Regions from separate parts of the Zea mays genome. Here all the other regions are linked to region 2. A link is a contact called in public Hi-C data. All regions are on one chromosome and are shown on one strand. The core of a region is the stretch at or near the end of the contact, and the rest is flanking DNA. Distances in the headings are between cores, read along the strand shown. Region 1 holds the start of LOC100285772. Region 2 holds the start of LOC100193969 (sirohydrochlorin ferrochelatase). Region 3 holds the start of LOC100274087 (RecQ-mediated genome instability protein 1).

Region 1 (3,506 bases), core at 212-2,711, 360 kb before region 2:
CCATGTCCGTGATGGTGCACACGGTGTCGAACAGCAGCTTGGGCCGGTCCCGGCACCGGACCACAACGGCGGTGTACCCGCGCTCGGCATGCGTCACGGACACCTCCGTCCGCAGCGAGCCGTCGGGCGGCGCGGCCGCGGCGTGGCCTTCCACTCCCCGATCGTCGAACATCATCTGGTGCAGCCGCCGCTCCTTGTGGAGTGCCAGGCTGCCCGCGCCGCCGCCAGCGCGCACGTCGCTGTGCTCGCGCAGCAGGTTGCCCAAGCGCGCGCTGATGTCGGCGATGCGGGCGGAGTCCTCGATGGCGCCGCCAGTCTCGGCGTCCGTGACGTGCACAACGGCGGCCACGCGCGTGTTGTGCGTCCACAGCTCCGCGCTCTGGACCGCGTAGCCCATGGCCGCGAGCACCGCGCACACCTCGGAGAGCAGGCCCGGGCGGTCCGTGCCCGTGAGCTCGATGGAGGTGTAGTCCCCCGACGGCACGATGCCCACCGTGTTGTGCGCCCCCGGGTAGTACCAGTCGTCCACCTCCAGCGTCTGCGAGGAACAGTACGGTAACTGGGTCAGAATCAAATCATTCAGGAACCCAGAACATTCTGGAACCCGTCGATTACCTTCTGGATGTAGGAGATGGTTGAGGCGTCCAGAACCTTGTTGCCGTCACGGTCGGTGACATTGAACGCTGAAGGACAAAGATGAAAAAAAGAAAGATTCAGACATCTATGGAGTAGCAAAAATAACAAGGCGAAGAAGGATTTGGGTACTAACTGACCATCCATGAACCAGTTTCCATCGGAGGAGAAGTATGCCTTCCGGATGACGAGGTTGAGGTCGGCGATGACCTGGACGACGGCGAGCAGCGTGCCGTGGCTGTTGACGCTGTCTACCTTAATCACGGTGGCGTCGTCGGAGGCCTCGTTGTCGATCACAACCCTGCGATTTTCTTGTCAGTAATCAATCGGAGCAGCGAGACATCCAACCAAAACAGAGGACCATGCTACTCTGTTCTTGGCTTAAGCATACCAAGAAGCAAACCAATTGCACAAATCGGAATGGATTCGGTAAAACAAGAAACTGAAGATACTCGGACAAGAATCGCTCAACCAAAGGTTGAAAAGGAGATGACAACAGCTATCTATGTAGTACGAATGAGTAATAAAGAACCCTATGAAGATGACACCTGAGGAATTGAGGGCAAAGAACCGAAGAAGATGATGGAGGAATCACCTGGGCGGGTTCATCCTCCTGACGAGCTTGGCGTACTCGTCGTGGTCGTCCATCCCCGCCGCCATGAGAGCCATGGAAACCGAGCCTTCACTCGCATCAACAGCTTCAGACACGCAGCCAAGAGCGAGAGCCCCGAGCTATTGCTCCCTCCTCAGGCGGTTCGTCGTGCCGGCCGGGGATGGACAAGGAGGGGGGGACGGCTCGCGTGGTATTGGTGACGCTGATGCGATGCGCTCCTCTCTGCCGGAATAGCTTGGATATTTGTATATATAATGGAGGGTTAGATTTAGTCGCGATGCTGCCCCGCCGTTTAATTGGATAATAATAATTGATTCCGGTATATGTTTTTTGTATTCTTGCTGTTGCTCCTCGTGCTTCATTTGCTGAATTACGAGTTTTTTTAGTCGAGAAACTATTTGGAGGTGGTACTTTTTCAGGATCAAATCAAGAGCCCATGATATTTTAACCCGCTACAACCTTACTAAGGGCTACTTTGAAAACATTAGATCCCCTTCAAGGTTGAAGGAGATTGAGGTAAAAATTAACTAATTTTCTCTCTAATCCCCTTCAATCCTGCAGGGTGTTTGATATGATTTTAAAACCTGTTTCTACTTTAGTAAAATAGAAGCTAAATCAAAGAAGTTTAGTTGTTCATAGCTACTTTGAAAAAAGCAATTATGTCATGTTTGGCATAGCTAATGTTTGTTAAAAAGCAGCTTATCTAAGAAGCTAATGAAAAGTAGTTTCTGCTTGTTAGCTGAACTGATAAGCTGTTGCAGAAGCTGCCTGTTTGACAGAGCTTCTGCTTAAATTTTTAAAAAAACTAAAAATAAGTTGTGCCAAATATGGTCTATAGTACAAATTTAAAAGCATATTTGACTCTACTTTTGTTGCTTATCGAAGTTTGTTATATTAATAAACATACACAATAAATTAAAACTAAAATAGGATTAAAATAATTAAGTGTTATATTAAATGAAATAAAAATATTTTTAATATTTTTAAAAATGAAATTAACAATTTTATTTATTTGTAAAAAATCAGGAACATACATGCCAAATCAGTTTTTTAATAGATATAATGGTTAAGAGATATAGTTAAACAATATACAATTTGTTTATAGTGGACAACTCCCAATGTGGCAACTTCAAATTGGTTCGCGTCATTTGGAAGGTATGTGCTAGATAGATTTTTATTTCTAATTAAACGTGTGTTTCATTTCAAATAGAAGTCTACAAGAGAAAAAGTTTAAGTGACACTGAGATGCCTGTAGAGTGACGGTAAAGATTGCACTAGAATGCTACGATAGATAAGAACCGACTATGGTCAATAGCACAGTCGATAGTGCTGCCGGCCTTAGACCACCTCCGGCTGTCTCCCGGACCGCTCCCCCTGTTTGCTCGAGGTCGAAATGTCGAATGCCCTGGCGTTCTCCAATGGATCCGGATCGGGGGGCCCGGTGAGCAAGGGGCTTCCACTAATTAGTCTATTTAATGGCATAATTAATTTTTTTAGTATATGATAGTATTTTTTAAAACTCTAAATAGTGATGTATAAAAGACAAAATATATCAGTTAAAGGATTGAAGAGTAGAATAGGGGGATGATTGGAAATGAGTAGAATAGGGGGATTAGTTGAGGGGAGAGATTTAAATATAAATAGAAAGTACAAATAGAGTGGATTTAGGAGGGGTAATAATGGCGGGAGATAACCTTAGTTTGTAAAACTATACCCTTATACAGGACTTTGTTTATTTTACATGGGAGTGAGCCAGTGACAGTAACTGCCATGATGTACATTGGCTTTTACAAGATCAGATGATCTGCGTGACGAGCGTACGTCTGCTTCAGAAAATACCTCCACGGCAATTTCGAGAATATACATACATATTTTGTGGTTAGGCGGTGATCGGTGCTGGTGACACGCCAACCCCAAAAGGTAAGCTACTATTCGTCGCTTTTATATATGTTTTGCTAGCTACCATTTCAACCATGAGTAGTAAATTAATCAAGTCGATCGATGGTATTTGAGGGCGTGTGGATCCTTGCCCTTTATTTCTCCTCTGCAAGAAGCCCGCGGTAGTCACCGTACCCAAGCAAGCTCCGTGTCCGTGATTTTGGCGATCTCTGAACCATGTATTCTGACTAACCCTTTCCTTTCCTAACAAAACTAAATCATCCAAGTAATATAGCTATAGACGGCCAGTATGACCATATATATATACGCCACATGTTTTATTGATAGATCGACTAGAGAGATCTGCCTGCCCCCAGACTAT
Region 2 (3,551 bases), core at 792-3,291:
TGCGTCCTCGTGCGCGGCCATCGCGCGTTCCGCGGCGCGGCGCACGTCACGGCCCTGGTGACGCCTAGAGTACGTCCACCCGACCATGACAGAAACACAATTTCATGTCAGGAAAAAGAGCTCAATGTGGAAATCATTCTCCATATCATACAGGACAAAAGAAAACGGTAGATGGTCTCCCTTTCTTGTGTAAATGATTTCTCCCGTTTAGTCTTTCTCACATTCATTTTCTCCTTTTTCTCGGTACAATTATCTTATCCCTTTCCTTTTATACACAATATATATCTAGCATAATAGGGGTTTTCCCCTGCTGTATTTCCTTAAAAAACAATATAAGTGAAATGAGGACGGATTCTATATTCCATAACTACTTTATCCATTTGATTCAATAAGGTGGAATCATCCTTCTAATGCCCTTTGAGAGTTTAAGTCCAGGATATCCAGAGACAAGTACAAATTTCAGCAATTAAATACAAACAAACTGCATAGGATACTGAACAAAATCAATCATGATAATTCTGAATGAATGAGCTGCCATTGAACAATATAAGGTGCAATGCATAGCTCGAAAGCAGAGTCAGACTTGGACTAAGCATAGAATACCCAAATTAGTAATGATAAAGGAAAACGTGTTAATATTTAAAACATGTTGGTCCAAATTTCTCAATCGGACAGGCACGGTACTGATTTGTACAAAAAGCATGGATGGTTCTAGAAGCTTTAAGTGCATTAATAAATTAAATGTTTTCCTTTCTCACAAAGAAAAAACAGAAGGTATAAAAAGGCTGGAGCGACAAAAAAAATACCATATGAGCAGGCTCAACAATCCTATAGCTAGTCTTCGCCCGGAACATCTCAACAAAGTCATCTGCATTTGTTAATACACAAATCAAGACACAATAAGAGCACCATGATTGCAAAAGATATGCCTTGCAAAAATCAGGTTTATTACTTAGCATGAGATTGGATTCTTGGCGTCTTGACCCATGATCAACAATGACCACAGCATCCTTATCCCCCACAGCAAAATCCTCCCTCCCAGATGTTTCGGACCCAGGGGCGGGTTTTGGTACGGAGTTCATAGCCAGGTTTCCACTAGACCTTCCAGCTGTCCACAGGTTGACAAAATGGATGGCCTTCCTCACAGCAGTGCTCCTAATGCCAAGAAAAAACAGATATGTTATGAGAAGCAGAGACACAGGAGCAATAGCAGACCGCACAATTTGCCAAGAGGTTAGATAAATGGATCACCTTGAAACAAGTTTTTTTGCAGGAGTTGCGGTAAAGGGCTGGGAGGGGACTGGAACAGGGTGCATAGCTGGGGGGCAGTGGCGGAGAACGCCGAAGAAACGAGTCGGCTGCTCGCCACTGGCCGCTGCCCGAGCCAGCCGCTGGGCGCTTGCCGCCGGGCTGAGCTGGCAGGCTGGACACTGGCCACTGGCCCTGCGGCCAATGCGGATCCAGGATTTAGTGACGCTCCGGGCCGAATTGCATACAATACATCATTCGTGATCCATAGTACTGTACCTTTCAGCAGTTAACTAGCATCAGATTCATAATAGGCTTGTGATGATGAAATGTGAGCTTAGAAACAGTTGAAATTATTACAGACAGACAAAACACTGATGATGTAAGCTAATTAAAACATAAAACTATAAAGAAAGAAACAAAAATATAATAGATGAATGGGACTATCAGAAGATGTAAGTGCACTTCGAAGTGCGGTAGCGGCATTTATGACTTTGCCCCTAGCCCAATAGCTGACAGTGCTATGAAATTGCAAAATAACAACAGAGCGTGTAAACAGGCAAAATCAAGTGGGGCCATGGGGAGCTGGGAGCGTGTACCTCGGTTGCTAGCACCAGGCCACCAGCACACGCACAACAGCACCACCCCGCCCCCGTAGCGCCCTGCCGCACCAAGATCTACGTCTCACCGGAGGGCGGAGGAGCTGGGCAAGGCCGCGAGCAGGAGGCGGTGCTGGCCGGACCGTCGGAGGGAGCTAGGCAGCTGGCCGGACCACCGGACGGAGCCGCTAGAGGACGGAGCCCTGGCGGCCAATTTGGTGAGTGGCGGCGGGACTGCTGTAAAGAATTTGGATTTATGTCATTATGGGAACTGGGTTTCACCCAAATGCCATTATATAAACGTGGCTGATCCACCATTCTTAAACATTGTCTTTCAGACAAAATATCACTTAGAGGGTTATTTAAAACATAACCTTATTTTATTATATTGGCAGCTAGTGGCCGGACACTTTTGGGCAAGAAATCTGTACGCCGCTCAACTCTGGCTCGCCGCATAGCTGGCATTTCCTATTCTTTAAAGACGGTTCGAAACGGCGACGCGCACGATGTCCACGTCAGTGTTTTTTTTCCAGCCGTCCGATGATACATCAACGGCAAAGGAACCATGGCAGTACAACGAAGTGAAATGCAGCTAGCAAAATATCTTCTTCGTGAATACTCTAGACCTGCACCAACTCCAGACTTGCCTGAGGACTTCGCGAACAGCCCAATCAAACAGGACGAGGGGGCATCCAACGTGCGTTGGACCCGGACCCAGACGAACGTCCGATTAAACAGCTAGTGGTCGTGCGATTAAAACACACGACTAAAACAGAAGCGTGGCTTCCATCCGCAGCCGTCCCCACGAGCCTACATACATAGTCCAGACTGGCCTATTCACCGTCGTCCCCTCTTCCTAGGGTCTGCCGGACTCGCCTTTCGCCCCTCGCAGTCGTCCTCATCAATAACTCACCCCTACCTGTGATGTGGGGAAAGGCAAGGGCCGTGACGTCTTTCATGTTTTCTCTGATCTCGTTGCAGCCTAAGGTACGAGGGTGCGATGACCTCAGCCATATTGGTCCTGCTCCGTACCCCTCATGATTTTGGCAGATGTAGTTAGGAAATTTCCTTAGGTCAATTCAAATTATATTATAGAGCCATGATGTTGCATTACATTGTGATACGAGTTATATTAATCAGATTATTTAGCCTGCAAAGCTTGCTGGTGCACAAATTAATTTGTTCAGAAGGTAGGACAGTAAGATATTTGTGTTGCCTTAGATTAGCTTGTCTGGAAGTATAACTACATAGACTTTATTATTGTTAGACATGGCCTTCTTAGCCTCTGTTACTGGATTATGTACACATTCATTTTCCGCCCACCGTAACTTTAATATATGTTGTAAAGTTGGTATGATTCCATATTTTCTTTTTAATTTCGAGCATATATTATTATATGATATGATTAATCTGAGTATTTTTGGTTTAGAACTATTACTATTATTATATGACATGGGTATTGTTGCATATTGCTATTCTTTAAAGACGGTTCGAAACGGCGACGCGCACGATGTCCACGTCAGTGTTTTTTTTCCAGCCGTCCGATGATACATCAACGGCAAAGGAACCATGGCAGTACAACGAAGTGAAATGCAGCTAGCAAAATATCTTCTTCGTGAATACTCTAGACCTGCACCAACTCCAGACTTGCCTGAGGACTTCGCGAACAGCCCAATCAAACAGGACGAGGGGGCATCCAACGTG
Region 3 (3,611 bases), core at 589-3,088, 300 kb after region 2:
ATAGGTGTATTTTTCAGAGCATCCATTACCAAAATCACAAACCGCAAGCTGGACCTAGAATCTTTGGGCCGATTATTTCCAAAATCAACTCAAAGATTGGGGGCTTGTGGAAGACAGATATCCCCCGGGTCCACTAGAAGGCTAGAAGGCCTCGCGAAAGGCTTTGAGCCCATTATTTCACAAGGTCATCCCTTCGTAGGCCAGGGAAGGAACTGCTGGCGGAATGGATTGACGCAAGATTGGATGGACTCGGGCCCAGACGACTCATTGGATCTAAGTGTTATCCATAGCATTGATCTGATTCTCCCGCGCAGCGCCCTCAGACGTCGGAACTAAATGAGGATAAGTCGACAGGATTATAGGAAGATAAGTTCAGTCGGTTCACTATTACTTAGGTGCACGTTGTTATCATACCCACATGTAATGCCCCACGGTCGAGTATATAAGGCCTAGGGGGCACCCCATCAAAAGACAGCTCATTCATCAGCCATCTACTCCATTCTCTAGCATCCTTCATACTAGAGAATCACACTGTAACCCACCACATAAAGATCCACACCAGGAAGTAGGGTGTTACGCCTCTCTAAGCGGCCCGAACCTGTAGAAAATTATCTCTCGTGCACCTAGCACGAACCATCGAGCTACAGTCGGTAACACCGTCCTACCCAAAAGCATCTCGAGGGGTAACCCTGGGTGCGCGGTCGGGTCCCAAACACCGACAGTGGGGTCTGAACCCATACCCTGATGGAAGAAGGGCGGGATACACTGGGTGAAGTTGTCTAATCAATAGAACATTATGCTCAGATGTTTTTAATATTGAATATAAATTGTATATATGTATATACATTTTTCTGTAAAATAAAAAATATAATCGTGTCGGGCCGGACCAGCACTACGGGCCCAGGCTACAGCCCAAGCACGACACGACGTTTTTGGCTCTTACAAGTATTAGGTCGTTTCTGATACCACATTGGCGCAATGGACTCCATGATGTTTGAGGTTGATGAATTGGATGGAGCAACAATGATTTGTCACACTAACAGTAAAATGAAAGATTATTTGTTTGTTTTAAACGTCAGTAACTGCTACGTAGTAGCATAATTTATATGGAGCGCATCCAGTTTTTATTGCTCCCTGACTTTAGCAATCACTCCATATTTTGATCCATTTTTTTATAAGTTTGAGTTCATGTGACTTATTTTAGAAACTTGAGCTCACAAACTCTCTTATTTGGTTTTTGTATGGTGAAATTATGTCATTTTATAATCTCTGTTCGTTCAGTCAATCGTTGTGAACTCTTTTCTAATCGCTCACTTCATTGGTCGTGTTGTCACATGTCATATTGCATGGAGTAAACAATAACATCAGTTAGCCAAATTAAGTAAAATATTATACGGAGAGCAGAGACAATCAATAAAAAATCTTGATTTTTTTGGTGAATAGTTTACGTGGATATTGTTGTAAGCCGTCGCAACGTACGAGCAACCGATTAGTAAAGATCAAAATGATACTATTTAACCTTTTGGATGTAAATTTACTCCTTAACCTTTTATAAATCTATAATCATACTAATTAATTGTTCTACTGTAGTGGTATATAAGACTTTGTATATATCTCTAGCTAATATAACACGCGCGCTCTATCGACTAGTACTCTAATTGAGCCGAAACCAGCGACCCTAAACCCTTAACCCTACACGTCATCCTCATTTCTCAGTTCCTTATCGGCGTCCTCCTCCGACCTCCCCACGTTCGACGGTTCGAAGCCTCGGAGGGAAACCACCAAAAATTCTCCCAAAACCCTTCGCTCATTTGGTTTCCATATGAAACGACCGCCAAAAACTTCCTTCCCAAAAAATGAGGCGCCGGAACCTAATTGTGCATTCTGATTCCGACGAGGACGACGGCGAGGGCATGACCACCGCCACAACCCCCGCCTCAGTTTCAGCTTCCGTCGCTAGCGGCGGCGTAAGCGGCAGCGGAAGCGTCGGCCGGCCCTCGCCCCAAAACCTCAGCCCCCTACCAGTCCCCTTCCCGTCACTCTCGCTATCTTCTGCCCCCTTCGTCATCTCCGATGACGACGAGGACGTCGACGAGATCGTGGACCCTGACGGGGACTCTCCCATCGTTGACGCCCCTGAGGTCTTCTCCCCGCCAGCTCCTCCCGCGCTCCATGCTCCCGCTCCCGCTCCCCCTTCCCCTCCCCCTCCTATCACTACCCCGTCCCAGACCCCAATCCCGACTCCACCTTCGGCACGGACCCCGACCCCGACTCCGCCTTCGGCGCGGACCCCGACCCCGACTCCGCCTTCGGCGCGGACCCCGGCCTCAATAGCGCCTCCGCACCCGTCCCCGCTGAGCGGCCGGTTGCGCCCGGTGGACGAGTTCCTGCGGCGGCTCGGGTTGCTTCTGCGGCCGGACTGGCTCGAGTCCTGCGCTGCGGGGATTCCCGGCTTCGACGGCCTCGGTGGTGTTGAGGCGCAGGCCAGGCGGTGCTTCGAGCAGTTTCTCTTCGCCGATATGAACTCTTGCGGTGCTGGGGTGCTGCCGGAGGGCGTCGGGGGCATGCACGCTGAGTTCCTTGATGGCCCCTTCGTGCTTCAGGTTTGACATTGCATAATCTAATTTGTGAAAATGGCATCTTACTTTGCCCTGCTGAGCTATTTACACTTGAGATCCATACTGTTTCTATGCTCCTATTGTGATTTAACTAATTATTAAATCCCCGAAAAATTTGTGGATACTTCTGATTGGTGTAGAATGTATTGATCGAGAAAACGAGGTGTTATAGCAATATTCAAGTTCTTGCTATGAAATTGCTTCTCATTGGTGATCAAAATGGTGAATCAACTTCACATGCTTAAATCATCTTCAAATTTATGATGAAATTCAAAGCAGTTCTCTGTCCATTCCACTCGGTTCCTCACCCTATGCCATACTATTTCTTCTTCTTCTGAATCGAGTAAATAATTAGAAAGAAAACAGAGTGTTGGACACTAAATTTGGCACATGGACGGTCTGGCCTTGTGACCTTGACAGTGCGCAGGAGTAGCCTGAACGGTTCACGATTATAGATTAATTCAGGATAGAGTCCTTATCTTGAGTGAAAGGGCCTCTTGACGAGTGGGTTAGGTGGTCTGAGTAGCACTCCTTAGGTCCTGAGTTTGAACCCTAGTGGGGGCGAATTTCAGGCCGAGGTTAAAAAATGTCACTCGTTGCTTCCTCTGGTCGTGTGCACACGAGATGGACTGACCTATGGAGGCGGATCCTTGTGTAGGGGCTGAGAGGGCTCAAAGCACTAGTAAAAATCTGGTCAATAGGGGGCGGACCCTCATGTTGCATGAGGGGCCAGCTTTCGTGACCTTTCTCGGTCGAGGCTCTAATTGAGCTTCTTCTTAATTTAATACCGTGGGGGCGGTCTTTCCCCTATCGGTCGAGTTTTTTTAGATTCCTTATCTTGTGTGTGGTTATCCTAACAATCTCACGAGAAATTGTTGGATCTCTCATAGGAACGGGTCCAGATCTCCACACTATATATATGAAGGGGTATGACCGATTCAGAACACAATCCAATTACCTTATTTATCTTCATGTCTTAGGTCTATAGCGTAG

Evidence for each region. A called contact is a pair of places that touch in the nucleus more often than the background predicts.
Region 1: a contact with region 2 is called in a Hi-C map of leaf, with 4 times the contacts expected there. The contact joins the promoter of LOC100285772 here to the promoter of LOC100193969 in region 2. A contact is called at or near these places in 3 of 25 Hi-C or Micro-C datasets (endosperm and leaf) and 1 of 3 datasets of contacts at active chromatin or transcription factors (leaf).
Region 3: a Hi-C map of leaf shows a contact between it and region 2, with 3 times the contacts expected there. The contact joins the promoter of LOC100274087 here to the promoter of LOC100193969 in region 2. A contact is called at or near these places in 7 of 25 Hi-C or Micro-C datasets (bundle sheath, endosperm, leaf and 1 more).

Annotation. Positions count from the first base shown.
Region 1 is chr2:70,204,408-70,207,913 of Zm-B73-REFERENCE-NAM-5.0, forward strand. LOC100285772 reads right to left here and starts at 1,462. Exons shown (of 4, transcript NM_001158662.1): 1 at 1,229-1,462; 2 at 774-934; 3 at 616-683; 4 at 1-538. The coding sequence starts at 1,302.
Region 2 is chr2:70,562,419-70,565,969 of Zm-B73-REFERENCE-NAM-5.0, forward strand. LOC100193969 (sirohydrochlorin ferrochelatase) reads right to left here and starts at 2,042. Exons shown (of 7, transcript NM_001139037.1): 1 at 1,848-2,042; 2 at 1,252-1,521; 3 at 953-1,155; 4 at 807-868. The coding sequence starts at 1,316.
Region 3 is chr2:70,866,765-70,870,375 of Zm-B73-REFERENCE-NAM-5.0, forward strand. LOC100274087 (RecQ-mediated genome instability protein 1) reads left to right here and starts at 1,839. Exons shown (of 9, transcript NM_001148466.1): 1 at 1,839-2,603. The coding sequence starts at 1,857.